3 separate regions of the Macaca mulatta genome follow, and all the other regions are linked to region 3. A link is a contact called in public Hi-C data. All regions are on one chromosome and are shown on one strand. Each heading gives the region's core, a stretch centred on a gene start, on an enhancer-like site or on the middle of the called end of the contact. The rest is flanking DNA. Distances are from core to core; before and after follow the strand shown. Region 1 holds the start of TRAM2 (translocation associated membrane protein 2). Region 2 holds the start of TMEM14A (transmembrane protein 14A). Region 3 holds the start of EFHC1 (EF-hand domain containing 1).

What was found. Hi-C and Micro-C count contacts between places; a contact is called where the count stands out from the background.
Region 1: a Hi-C map of liver shows a contact between it and region 3, with 2.4 times the contacts expected there. The contact joins the promoter of TRAM2 here to the promoter of EFHC1 in region 3. A contact is called at or near these places in 2 of 14 Hi-C or Micro-C datasets (blood and liver).
Region 2: a contact with region 3 is called in a Hi-C map of fetal cortex germinal zone, with 11 times the contacts expected there. The contact joins the promoter of TMEM14A here to the promoter of EFHC1 in region 3. A contact is called at or near these places in 8 of 14 Hi-C or Micro-C datasets (CD4 T cells, blood, cortical neurons and 4 more).

What each region holds. Positions count from the first base shown.
Region 1 is chr4:129,723,288-129,728,347 of T2T-MMU8v2.0, forward strand. It overlaps TRAM2 (translocation associated membrane protein 2), which reads left to right and starts at 2,647. Exons shown (of 11, transcript NM_001260535.1): 1 at 2,647-2,817. The coding sequence starts at 2,698. LOC106997968 reads right to left here and starts at 2,699. Exons shown (of 5, transcript XM_028847484.2): 1 at 2,469-2,699; 2 at 2,008-2,422; 3 at 1,233-1,341; 4 at 1-170. The coding sequence starts at 2,699. The coding sequence ends at 50.
Region 2 is chr4:129,632,121-129,636,612 of T2T-MMU8v2.0, forward strand. TMEM14A (transmembrane protein 14A) reads right to left here and starts at 1,932. Exons shown (of 5, transcript NM_001266637.1): 1 at 1,787-1,932. It overlaps LOC106997970 (a long non-coding RNA gene), which reads right to left. Exons shown (of 4, transcript XR_013416339.1): 4 at 3,877-4,492.
Region 3 is chr4:129,883,687-129,888,199 of T2T-MMU8v2.0, forward strand. It overlaps EFHC1 (EF-hand domain containing 1), which reads right to left and starts at 1,303. Exons shown (of 11, transcript NM_001265863.1): 1 at 1,121-1,303. The coding sequence starts at 1,183.

The DNA of each region.
Region 1 (5,060 bases), core at 1,397-3,896, 160 kb before region 3:
ATCTGAAGGCTTGACTGGGGCTGGAAAAGCTGCTTCCAAGGTGGCACACTCATGCCTGGCAAGTCAGTGATGGTTGTTGGCAGGAGGCCTTAGCCATATGGAGGATATGCCTCCACAGGACTATGAGTATCCTCACAAAGTGGCAGCTGGTTTCCTCCAGAGGGAGTGACCTGAGAGAAGGAAAGCAGAAACCCCAAATGCCTCTTCTGGCCTAGTCTTGGAAGTCACATACCATCACTTACGCTATATTCTATCTGTTAGGAGTGAGCCACTAAGTCCAGCCCACACTCAAGGGGAGGGGAATGAATTGCCTCTTTTTGACAGGAGGAATATCGAAAAATTGGAGGACATACACTCATATGCCATGTAATGATGTTCTGGTCAAACAATATATATAACAGTTGTTCCACAAGACTGCAATGGAGCTGAAAATTTCCTATCACCTAGTGATGTCATAGCCACTGTAACACGGTAGGGCAATGCATTAACCACGTGTTTCTGGTGATGCTGGTGTAAACAAACCTACTGTGCTGCCCATAGTATAGTATAGTATAGTATAGTATAGTATAGTATAGTATAGTAGTGTAGTGTAGTGTAGTGTAGTGTAGTGTAGTGTAGTGTAGTGTAGCAAAAGGCCGGGTGCAGTGGCCTGTAATCTCAGCAATTTGGGAGGCCCAGACGGGCAGATCACTGAAGGTCAGGAGTTCGACACTAGCCTGGCTAACATGGTGAAACCCTGTCTCTAGTAAAAATACAAAAATTAGCAGGGGGTGGTGGAGGGCACCTGTAATCTCAGCTACTAGGAAGGCTGAAGCAGGAGAATTGCTTGAACCTGGAAGGAGGAGGTTCCAGTGAGCCAGATGGCGTCACTGCACTTCAGCTTGGGCAATAGAGAATCCGTCTCAAAAAATGGCGGATCACTTGCAGTCAGGAGTTTGAGACCAGCCTGGCCAACATGGTGAAACCCCCATCTCTACTAAAAAATACGAAAATTAGCCATGTGTGGTGGCACACACCTGTAGTTCCAGCTACAGGCTGAGGTATGAGAATTGCTTGAAGCCGGGAGGCAGAGGTTGCAGTGAGCCACTGCACTCCTGCCTGGGCGACAGAGTTAAGACTCTGTCTCAAAATAATAATAATAATAATAATAATAATAATAATAGCAGCGGTGGGGGTAACTGTTAAATTCAACCATCTGAACCTATAAATAAACCAATTGTATAAAGTTCAACCTCACAGATGTGGCCGCATGTTGAAAATTTGAACACATCTTCACAGCTGGAAAATCGAGGTGCTTCACAATTCTTGATCTTTTCTGTTCCTCACAAGACGAAGGTTCAACTTTGAGAAAGGTCAGTCTTGAAGTTAAATGAGGTTTAGTCCAATCTAGGCACTACTTTTTCATTTCCTTGAGAGTCAGATAAGGGAATTACAGACCCAAGACTGTATGCTAAGTAAGGTGGAGTGTAAATTGAGGAAGTAAAATTTCTCTAGGAACTCCATCCTTTCTCAATTACATTCCACCCCGTGCCACTTTTAAAAAATCATATTTACTTAGAAGTGAAACAACTGTGGACCTAATAAAAAATGGAATAGGAATTAGTTTTTTGTTCATTACGTAATTTCTGCACATCTAGAAAGTAACTGACTCCTTCATTACTGGTAGGATTAAATCCAATATTTGAGAATATAAATTAATTTATTAAAAACACCTTTTGTCCTTCCAGGAGTACTTTTAAGACAATATTAAATAGAAACTTTCAATGAGAAAGTGCCTTCCTTTTTTGCTTCTTCTGATTAATATGTAAGGTAGACTTTCGGTGAGATGTGTGTAGCTAATTAATGGTGGCGTGAGGTTCCCAAAAGTTACTGGGCAAAACTGCAATCATCCACCCTCTCCCCGCATTGGAGGGAAAGCTCCCCTAAGGCAGGGTCTTTCGGTGTGTTGATCTGCTCATTCACACAACCTGAACCGTGCCTAGCCCACTGCAAGTTCTCGATAAATACTTGAGTAATCTCCATTCACTGATCGTCCGTGCAGGGCGCTGTGGCCAGCGAAAAGGCCGGTTCGCAGCGTCCCTGCTTCCGCCGCACCCGCGCTGCCCTCAACCCCCAGGGCCACAGCCCGCAACCCCGAGAGCATCCGGCTGCCCGGCCACCCCCGGGGCGCTCGCTGCCTCCTGGGCCTGCCCTTGCCGCGGAGGAAGGAGCAGAGCGAGGAATGGGAAACCTGGGCCCACTTCCTGTCCGGGCAGGCCCGGGCGCCCGCCTCCTCCGCGGCCTGCTTTCTCCGCCGTGAGCGGCCGAGCCCCCGGCCCCGAGAATGCGGCCGGGCGCGGCGCTGGCGCGGGACGAGGAGGAGCCGGGTCCCGCTCGCCGCCCCCGGACGCCTCCGCCCCGGCCGCCAGCGCGTGCCCAGCGGCTAGAGGGTTAAGCGCGCGGAGGGCGGGGCCGGGCGCGCCGAGTGCGGGCAGCGGGCTGGGCGGGGGCTGCGGCCGGGGGCGGTTACGGGCGGCGGGGGCGGGGGCGGGCGGAGGAAGGGGGCGGGCCCCGAAGTTGTTCCGCGCTGGGCGGGCGGGCGGCTGTGGGAGAGCGGGCGGCGGGCCGGCGGGCGGACCGGGCCGGGGCTGGAGAAGTTTGCGCTGCGGTTCGTGAGCGCAGGGTGCGGGCCCCGCCGGCCGCTGCGCGCCCGCTGCCATGGCTTTCCGCAGGAGGACGAAAAGTTACCCGCTCTTCAGCCAGGAGTTCGTCATCCACAACCATGCGGACATCGGCTTCTGCCTGGTGCTCTGCGTCCTCATCGGGCTTATGTTCGAGGTGAGAGCCTGGGGAGGAGGGAGCTGGAGGGACAGTGCCCCCTGTCGTGCGCCACCCGGCACACCCCTGCGGGTCAGCGGGCCCTCCTCTGATCTGGGGCTCCTGGCTGCCGTGTACGTTATCTGCACCCCAGCTTTGTGCACTGTATCCCTCCGGCCTGTACCCCGGACAGCCCAGACAGCACCCTCAGCTCCGCGCCGTGCCAGCCATGCCATGCTCTGCCGCTCCCTTGGGGACTCACCGTATCCTGCAGCTCTGTCTGCAGCCCTGAAACCCCAGCCTGGCCTCGAACCAACCGCCGCGCTGCCACCCTGGCTTGACGCGTGGGGTTTCCTTTCTGAAGTCCGGGAGCCAAGCCCAGAGACTCCCAGACCGGCAGTCATTGCACAATCCCCTCTTCCCCCGAGGAGTGGCCACTAGCTCTTCTGGGCTTTTCCAGTAGGAGAGACCCTGACCCTTTTCCACTTCCTATCTGATTTTCTGGGTGTTTTGCATCTCAGCTCTGGAACGTGCTGGGATGTTCACGTGTGGCCCTGGCCCCATCCCAGCAGTGGCCTTCTGCGCTCCTCTCGCTCCCACTTTTTTGCTGTGCTCTAGAAGGCCAGTTTTTGGATATCCTTGACCACTCCGTGGACTGTCCCTTTAGATACATCTGCGGCGACCCAGAGCTTCACCCCCTTTACAGAGACAAGAAGAGAGACAGGGATACCCTCCACTTTTTGGGGAAGTTGATTCTCTTATAGTGTAGGAGTGGTGGGCAGAGGATGGGGATCCCACCCCGACAGCAATGTCCTGGTGTTGGCCTCCCAGGCAGGGAGTTGTAGAAAGCCAGCAGGGGGTCAGAATTCACAAGACTGATGGGAAGGATTCCCTACTCTTGCAGAGCAAGAAAAATGTGATAGTCAAAAGTGGGAAGAACTGGAGGAAGGTTGGCATGGGTTTGTTGCGGTATATCTTGTCTCAGAAGTGAGATATATGAGCGACATTCCCCTCACTCTCACCGCTGTCTTCTCTGGTTCCTGAGACTCCTTGTCCTCCCTTCTGGGCCAGGTTGCTTCTTGCATTCTCATGGTTGGGTTAGGAAGCTGTGATCATTTACAAACTTCCTCGGAGATGGAGGATGGCTTGCCTGGCTAAATTTCCTTCCCTGTCCCTCTCCGGGTTCCCTGTATCTCTATGAATGACAAGGGCCCTAACTGGCTGGCGAAGCTGCTCTCAAGCTGGGAACATTCTTGTGGTGGCCAGGTCAGGGTTGGATGAATGAATGTGTCCGTGGCTGGGCTTTAGGGTCTGTAGGAAATAAACGGTGGTACTAGGACTGGGGTCTCCACTCCAGTTTTTGGTAGTGCTCCTTTAATTCAGTCCCTCTGTCCTTCCTCTCCCTCTCATAGCTCTCTCTAGTGGTATATTGGATCAGGCTTGCTCCACCTTGTTCTGGGTTCTCCCCTGGAAGTGTGTGGTGTCACACAGAGTCATATCCCTGTGTCTCAGTCCCTGTTCTGTGACTAGTCTGACTGAAAGCTGACTGCAGCCTCAGTTTCTCCATCATTAAAGACGTTCATAGAACTGGTCTTCCGCACAGGGTGATTGTAAGGTTTAACTGAGATCATATCAGCAACAAAAGCCATAACATCTACCAACATGAAAAAGTCTCTTGTGCCCGGAGCCCTGTGATTATTTATTATAATAACAGCTTAACGAAATAACAGAATTTCCTTTGCCCAGTGCGTTCTCTCCTGTCTGTTTGCTGTCCTCCATTCTAAGAGGACTCCAAGTGCGTGTCCCCAGCCTTGGAGGGTGTGGCTGGAAAGATACACGTGACAGCTGTAAACCTCAAAGCCACAGGCTCTGCAGCGGCCAAGTTTCTCACATAGCCTGTGGCTCTTTCGTATTTCTAGCATTTGTTAGGGTTTGTGGCCCTACCTGCTTTATCTTTGCTCAGAAAGAGCTGCCAGCGCTTTGAGTTTGGTACCTACCTCGTTCCCCCGTCTCTAGTCTTATGGAAAGTCCTGTGCATTAAACCTGCCACTCTAGAAGTTGAAAGGTGCTAAGAACTCTTACTTCCAGTACCTGGTGAAAGAGAAAGGCCCAAGACGAGAAAAACAACAAACAAACAAAACTACTCTTTCTCCCCCTTAGGCTTGGATTGGGGAATGTACCTAGGCCCCTGGTTGAAGTGCCTACAGGCCCCCTTTTCCTGCCAACCCCATCGCTTGTTCCCATAGCACCTTGAACCTACAGGA
Region 2 (4,492 bases), core at 682-3,181, 250 kb before region 3:
GAGCGTGTGTGCAAGGCCCTCATGGCACAAGAAAGCATGTTCTCAAAATGAAAAGTACAAGGGGCTTGTGAAAAGAGAGGGAGCTGGTGAGAAAGACAGGGCTGTACACCCACATAAGCCCTGTAAAGGGAGTCTGGTTCTGTCCTAGGGGCAGAGAAGGATCACCAAAGGGAGCCTCACAATCAGATTTAAATTCCAACAAGCACTTCCCAGTTGCAGTAGTGAAGATGGGTTGTGAAGTCAGGCAGGGAGATACATCGGAAAGCTGTTGCAGTAAAGTAAGCAAGAGCTTAGTTGATAAGGGTAGGCTTATCTAGAGAAATGGCAATGAGAATGGAGAGAAGGTGGACAGATTTCAGAGGTTCAGGAGGTAGAGTCAGCAGAATTGAATTCGAGGAGGGAAGGGAAAGTCAAGGGTGAATCAGAGATGACTCACCCCTAGGTATCTGACTCAGACCATTAGGAGAAGCAGGGAGTCAGGGAGCCTCATGTTATTCTCTGAGACAGAGAACATGGGAACAGCAGCAGGTGTGCGGGGCGGGGAAGAGGGAGGTGGTTAGGAATGATGGGACGTGTTTGGAATGTATTCAGTCTGAGACGCCCAACACACAGGAAAACACCATTACATACAGATCTGAGGCTTATGAGAGCATTTTCATTATCAGGTGTAACTTTTAGACCTAATTGTCTCCTAAAGCCAAGTAGCTGTTGTGAAAATTAATTCCACTCCATCCTGAGCCTCCCAGCTCTTCCTGCGATCTTCTCTTGAGGATCCATACTCTTTTACTTGGTTGGGATTCTCTCGCCTCTCAGTCAGCCAAGCTCCTTGAGGGCAAACCGAGGGTGCACAAGGCAGGTACTTAAAATACTTGTTAAATGAATAAATGAGTGAGTGAACCAAAGGAACAGCTTCTGCCTGAAAACATTCTGTAACTGATCTACCCAATACAGCTTTATTGCCAGGAAACAGGCAGCTCCTTAATCTCCTTAGTGAAGTGACTGTTGTTCTAAGGAGGCAAAATAAATCTACTCCCAATGCTTGTAAGAAGGTTCTGTTCTCAGAGAGGATATTCAGACAAAAGAATCACCTTTTCCATGACGGAGCCATGTGGCCAGGCCAGAAGCACACATTAAAGCCAGAGGCTGTGTTAACATGAAAGGGATAAGGTGGGAGAGGATGTGCACAGCACATCACACGCTCTCATCACAAATGCGATGCTCAAGCCTTGGAAGGGCTAGAAAGCATCTTGGATGCAATGCAGCAAAACGATTTACTATACTAGGTACAAAACAAGGCCGACCGCCCCAAATCCTCCAAAATTTGGAGAACTAAGAGATTTTCAGTCAACTGTTATATAAAAAGCATTTTCACATGCTAAAGATATAACAGTTACCTACCCGTGAGCTCTTGGAGGGCACAAAAGGCACATTTTCGAGTGGGGTCTGGGTAGTGCTGGGAAAGTTAAAATCCTGCCAAGCATTTTGCAATGGTCCATGAGCCCACCCCACCACCCCAGCTCCAGGAAGGGAGGAGGCAGCATAGGTGGGATATTTAGGGATACCAGAAGGCAAAAACTCGGGAAATTCCCAGGAGGAGGAGAAAAATGATACCGGGGAGGTAAGACCGATGGCCTGCAAAATCCCCTCAAGGTCCTCTGCATCATCGTTTGCTGTGCAGGTTTGGCGCGGGGGAGGGGATGCCCGGTAAGCAACGCCCCTTATATTTCTGCGGTTCTGTAAGAAAATTCAGAGCACGAAGGTCTCCATTGCGGGATGCACAGCTCACCTGCAGCCCCGAGCCCTCACTGCGGCTGAAAAGACAGAAGTCTGGGGCTAGCTGCCGCCACTCGAGGTACCTGGAATCCGGAAGCAGTCTCCGCGCCAGCGCTGTCCCACCCAGCGCCCGGCAGTCTCGCGCTGAGCAGAGGCCGCTCCCTGCCGGAGACGCCCTCCCTGCCGCGCGCATGCGCTATGTCCCTTCTAGCCTTGCAGGGCTCTGCCCTGTCCATTCCCTTCGGCTGAATCGGGTCGGCCTATAGGTCAGGCAAACAGGAGGCCCTGCGCTGCGACATCCCGGCGGTAGCCGGACCCGTTGCTCCGTCTATCCTACCTTCGGCCCTGTCCTGGAGCCAGGGCTGGGGTTTCCTGCCTCCCGCCTGACGGAGCGGGACTGGCAGGAAGCGTATCTGCATGTAGCCAAGATTATAGAAGGCGAAGATTTTTAAGTTAACTCCATTCATCATTCAAGGGACATTTCCAGAACCTCTAAAAGGCAACGCGAGGTCTCCTACACACCCTCCAGCAGATTGTCCCCATTGTCAGTGGAGGGAGCTAAGGTTCAGTGAGGTCCAGTGACTTAGTTGTCCCAGGTCAGAATCCAAGTTTGCCTGGTTTCAAAGCCCAAGCACCCTTCATTACACTATAGGATCATCTAAATTTGGTTGGGAGATCAGGATCCTAGTTTTAAACTTCAGGCCCAGGATTTGCTGGGCTTAGATATCTACAGGGAAAGGTATAAATTCCAGAGTTGGAAAGCACTTAAAATCTTGCCTAATCCAAGGCGATCTGCTCAATCCTAGGAATGAACCTTAAATTGACTTTTTTTTTTTTTTTGATACAGGATCTCAGTTGATCGCCCAGGCTGGAGTGCAGTGGCGCCATCCAGTTCACTGCAACCTCTGCCTCTTGCCTCCTGGGTTCAAGCGATTCTCCAGCCTCAACCTCCGGAGTAGCTGGGATTACAGGTGTGTGCCACCTCATCCAGCTAATTCTTTATTTTGTTTGTAGAGACGGGGTTTCACTATGTTGCCCAGGATGGTCTCGAACTCCTGAGCTCAAAGCAATCCTCCCACCTCTGCCTTGCAAAGTGCTGGGATTACAGTTTAAATTGACTTTAAATTATGCCTCTCTGTAGCAACTTACCATCTTATTCTTCTGCCTTCTTGATTGAATACAGAACTCCAACCCTCTTCCTTATGTAACAGCCCTTCGGAGATTTGAAGAAGGCTGTCACAGTGAAGTAGCTCTAGAGGTTCTGTGTCACTGAGAATTACAGCAGAATTCCTCAGAATAAAAGAGGAAACTCAAAAATTAAATCTTGTGAAGTTTGTTTGCTACATCTATTCTTTGTGTGTAAAAGTGCTTCAGGGAAGTAATATAACTACATCTAAGTTATGAAAGTCTGAGTTGGTCCTGGGGAATTAATAGAATTCCTGAAGAGTCACAGAAGAGTTGATGGCAACGCACTGGAATGTGGCGTGGAGAAAGTGATAGCCTGAAATTTGGTTCTGAGTTCTCTCAGCACTCCTTTCCATCCCCTTCTATGTCCATCCTTACCCCAGCCTCCTCCCCTTCTCTCCTCACACTCTCAGAACACTTATCCTATTTGGAATAAAACTAAAACCCTCTTGGAATACTTCAGCATCTTCATCTGATGTGACCTGGGTAAATAACTCCCCTCTGGACCTCAGTGCCTGGATTTAAGATAGGCCAAGACTAGATGCTCTCAGATCCCTTCCACCCTGCCACTAGCACACTCGAAGCTGGAAACAGCCTCATGATATTCCTACTCAAGGCGTGTCACCTAAACCTAAAGAAAAACTTTGTATATTATGGGAATTGCATACCCTTGAATATGTGGGAACAGGATAGTTCTTACGCAAAGGGATCACTGCCCTCTCAACTCATAGGCACTAGCTATTGCCTTCTCCAGCTGATGGAAAGGCTGCAGCCCAGGTAAGGATGCAGGAAAGCCTATTCCCCTTATCCATTTTGTAAAGCTTTCTATGCATGATCCGCAGCAGAGACTCTTAACTTTCAATGTGTCACCAACCCCTTTGGCAGTCTGGAGAAACGCACAAAATACAATACACAGGATTGCAAAGGAAGCCAATTTTATTGAAATGCAAATTTCAATTTTATTGAAATGCAATTTTTATTGAAATCAAATTGTTAGACATTTAAATCTGTCATATAATAGATGTGTTTCTTTATTAACATATTAAAGATTACAAGACCTAGGGGTTGGATCTAATTATTACCATAATTTCAAAGTGGTGCTGTACGTAAATATTTTAAGATATCTGTAACATGGATATCTGTGATTCCTAGTGACGACAGAGACACAGGTACTAATACTGCTGTGGTTTGTTGCCTATTTTCCTGACGGAAAGAAATGAAAACTTTTCTCCATTGAAGTTTTCAGATTTCCTGATTTCTATCCTCTGGCCCCTTTAGATTCACAGTTTCCAATTTAAAAACTCCCAGTCTATAGTAATGCAAGTTTTCATAAGTTGTACATAGGTGGAATCAGAGAAAGGGAAAGAAGGCGAAGAGCCTCACTGACTGGCTGCTAAGGCAGGGCCTCACGGGATGGTTACACCCTGTGGATCTTGAGCCTGCTCCTCATTTTCAAATGTTCAGAAACTCAGTTTGTCTCAGTTCTTCCAGGGGCACCCTGGCTTTTGAGAGACAGATTCATAAAAATCAAAGT
Region 3 (4,513 bases), core at 53-2,552:
TATATAAACATAAACTACTGTTAGGTCATCTGTGATGATCAGTCTACTGAATCTCATTATTGATTTTTCAGCACATATTTCAGTAGCCCTGTTAGGATTAAAACAAATACTAAATAATTTTAAGAGCTAAACTGTGGCAAGAGTTAAAAAAAAAAAAAAAAAAAAAAGAATCCAAGCTGCTGCTGCTTTTTAAAAAATTTTGTCTAGAAAATGCAAATAAAAACACAAGGTTGGGGGGATGAGCAAAACAAAATCTAAACAGGAATCTTTTTACAAAAACGTTAGAATAAAAAGAATAGAGCCGGGGAAGAATAAACAGCAATTAATCAATTCTTGAGGGAACTGGAAAGGAATATCTCTTACAAAGCAGGGAAAGATGGTTTGGGAGGAAGGTGAGCAAGCTTTGGGGGAAAAACCGAATGGAGAAAGAAAAGAATGGGGAGAGGGTGGGACTAAATTATGAAAAAGGTAGAAGATGGAGAGAAAAGAATGGGGTTGGAAGCAAGCATAAAGAAGAAAGGAAAAAGACCTGGCGGAAAGAAGAGGAGCGGAATCGATATACATACAAAACAGGAAATGGAGCTGGGAGTGGGAGAGACTATCGGGTACAGGATTCAGAAGAGGAAGCAGGTGGGGCGGGAATGATGGACCTGTGGGAATGAGGATGAAGGTGCATAGTGGCGGAGGGTTTTAAAGGTGGAGGCAGACGGAGACAGGTTATGATGTGAGAGAATGAGCTAGGGAGAGGGCCCAGATAGCTTAGGAGTAGGGTGGGGGAAACAGTGATCTAAAGGGAAAAGAGGCAGCGGGTTGGAGGAACAGAGCTGTAAGAAAGAACGCGGCTAACGGGATGAGAATGAAGGCGCCAACACACTGCCAAGATGGAGTGGGGAAAAAACTAGAAAGGGATGTGGCGGAGGGCAAAGGACTGGAGAGGAAGGATGAAGCTGGCTAGGGAAGAACGGCAGAAGTTCGGCCGAGAAGAAAGAACAAAGTCAGGACAGAAGACGTGATTGGAGAGCAGACTTGAGTGGAGGGGAATGGAGGTGCACTGAGCGGGGAACCCTCCTGGGCTGCTGGAAGGTGGGGACAGGTTGGAGTCTGGCAGATAACTTCTCACCGTAGAGTCCTTAAAGGACGTGCCTGGAAGAAAGGGCAGGCCATGCACGGGATTGGACACCATTGCAGCCGGTACCACCGCCGCCACCTAGGTCCTGCTTCGTCCTCTCCAGTTGCCCAGGCGACAAGCAGCGTTCGCGGGCACCTGCAGGCTCCATGGTAACGCTAAACATCCGGAACTCCCACGAGCGGAGGGCGGAGCCAGGAGGCGCAGGCGACACAGGAGGTTTGCGCGTGCGCTGCCCGCGAGATTCCGCGTTCTCGCGGCAAGGGGGCCGCGGCCTTGGAGCGCGGCTAGTGGGCGTGGTTGTGTCGGTCCCTCCCCTTCCGCTTCGACCCGCCCCGCTCCCTGAGAATGAGACGTGAGAGCTGTTGGGTGGCGCGGGGAAAGGCGAGTGTAGTGAGGCGGTAGTTCTCGCTGTGAGATCCGGGGTCCGAGCAGGCCCTTAGATGAATTGCAGAGAGGGACGTTCCTTCTCTCCTTCCACCAAGTCCCGGCGGACCTCACTGCGCCCCGCCAACGCTGTGAGCTCAGGCGCTCTTTTCTCCCCGCTCTGCCCCATTTCACACAGAAGTGTAAATGGTTGGTCCGGTTGGCAGTGCTACTAACCTAGACTCGTGCTTCTTGTAGGCAGGGGCCGAGGATTACTCATGATTGTGTTTCTGTTGCTTAGGGATGGTCAATGAACTAATGCAATCATCTCATCCTTAATTCTCCCACTGCCACATTGTATTTTTCCCCTTTTAACTCTTTTTTAAAATCTTTCTCTGTTTCCTTGTTTCCTCCTTTCCTTCCTTCCTCCCTCCCTCCCTCGTTCGCTCCTTCTCTCCCTCTTTCCTTAGAGATGATGTCCCACTATGTTGCCCGAGCTGGTCTCGAATTCCTGGGCTAAAGCAATCCTCCCAACTCGCCTCCCAAAATTCTGGGATTAGAGGCGTGAGCCACCGCGCCCAGCTCTCTTTATTCTACCACCAATCCCTTCAGTTAAACACCTTCTTCATTCTTGTAGGGAGAGCCTTGAATATCTGCTGCAGGACAGGGTGCACTCTGATAGGTATTTGATATTTGTTGACTGAAGAACTGGAGATTGAAGGGTGGTCACTTCAATCCATCGTTTGTACCTGCAGCTTCAATGGAAAGATCAGAACCACTAGGAGAAACACAGCTCCTTCAAAGAGAAAGACTAAGTCTTGGGAAAGAAGCAGATAAGTGAGGTGAAATATTGTCAGCATCATAGGTATAGCTTTTTACAAAACTTGCTTAAATTATTTTTTCTCAAACGTAATCCTATTCCTGAAACATTTTTAGGGGGGAAAAAAGAAAGCTATCCATCATTGCTGAGGAACTTAAAAAGTAATCCAAACCCAGGTGCCAAGAGATTTGGATTCATTAGGTCTGACGTGGAGGCCAGGAATCTGATTTTTGTAACAGGTGTTTGTGACAAGCCATTGTAGGGACATGATGGAGTAATAAGCCAGACACAGAAGGCATATCTCAGTGTCACAGGTAGTTTACTGCCAATACAGACAGCAGCTTTACTTTTATTGCTGCTTGTCAGAGCAAATCCCCCTGTTGGGTTTCACTAATTTGCATGATGCTCAGGAGGCCCAGGACATTAATGCATTAAGTGGCACCTGAGGCAGTTATTGATGGCTGCTTACCATACCCTGCCCACAGAGTTTCTTTTCTAACTCTTCTCCCCTTACTGCATCTGTTTCCTGTTCTTGTCCTTTTTTAAACCTTTTTTTCTTTTTCTGTAAGTACAGTACCTTAATGCAGCAGTTGAATACATTTTTAAAAAACTTCAATGAAGTTTTTTTGCCTTTGGTGCTTTTTACAAAACTTGCTTAAATTATTTTTTTAAAAAGAAATGTAATCCTTTCCCTAAAACATTGGTTAGCATTGTGGAAGTTACTGAAAACGTTTAAAGTACCTGTCTGTTGTATTATACCTTAGACACCAACCGAGGATGGATGCCAGTCACTGGAGGAATATGTCAAGATGGCAAGTTTGCTGGGTGCAGTGGCTCACGCCTGTAATCCCAGCACTTTGGGAGGCCAAGGCGGGTGGATAACTTCAGGTCAGGGGTTCAAGACCAGCCTGAACAACATAGTGAAACCCCACCTCTACTAAAAATACAAAATTAGCCGGGCGTGGTGGTGGGCGCCTGTAATCCCAGCTACTTGGGAGGCTGAGGCATGAGAATCGCTTGAACCCAGGAGGCAGAGGTTGCAGTGAGCCAAGGTTGCGCTATTGCACTCCAGCCTGGGCAACAAGAGTGAAACTCCATCTCAAAAAAAGAAGAAAAAAAAAAAAAGATGGCAAGTTTAAACTTTCAAAGATAAGGCACCTCTCCCACTTCTCTCCACCTCATTGGTGCTGATTACCCAGAATCACGCGTTACTGTAATTCTTGCTGACTCTTCATGATAACCTTAAACTGTTACAAGTTCCATGATCCCTCCCTACCCACTCTCTTAATAAAAGTAAATTTCATGGCATTAGGACACACTTTGAAGAGCCCTTCTTGACTAAGTGCATGGTTGCACTTGGATCTATATTCCTGGGTTGGGTAGGGAAAGAGCGTGTGGAACTGGAAAGGCTGAGTCATGCCCAAGCCTATTGTCCATTATCGCATCTGTTTCTATTTGAGGAGTGCTCTCTGCTCATGCCTTTCTCTCCAGAAAAGCACACCAGTTAAATGGCTAAGGGGTTTGTTTTAACTACTTTCGGACCCCAGAAATGCATGAAAACAACTTCTGTTGGTCTATGGCCTCCTAAAAATGCTATCATCTCTGAGGAGGGGAAGTCAGACAGTACTGCATCAGTGTTAAAAGGCACAGGGACAAGTCTGTAAAGAAGTGGGGTGGGAGGAAAGGTAGGGATTCAGAAAGGTACCTGGATCTTCAGAAGGTCTGCTATGATTAAGAGTTTGTATCCCAGTCGGCTGCAGTGGCTCATGCCTGCAACCCCAGCATTTTGGGAGGCCGAGGTGGGCCAATCACATGAGGTCAGGATTTTGAGACCAGCCTGGCGAAAACCTGTCTCTACTCAAAATAAAAAAATTAGCTGGGCGTGGTGGCGCATGCCTGTAGTCCCAGCTACTCAAGAGGCTGAGGCAGGAGAATCGCTTGAACTGGGGAGGCAGAGGTTGCAGTGAACAGAGATCGTGCCACTGCACTCCAGTCTACATGACCACTTACCATACATTGCATTTCAGTTTGTACCCGCCATTTCCCAGTTTGTGGAATATATAAAAGAGGACAAGAAACTGACCATTCCTGGCAGTTAAAGTAGGAAATGCCGTGATTGAAAGGCCATTGCATAAAGCCTGACTCAGAAGACCACAGAAATATTGCATGATTTTAGCAGGTGTTCCAAAACTTGGGGAATG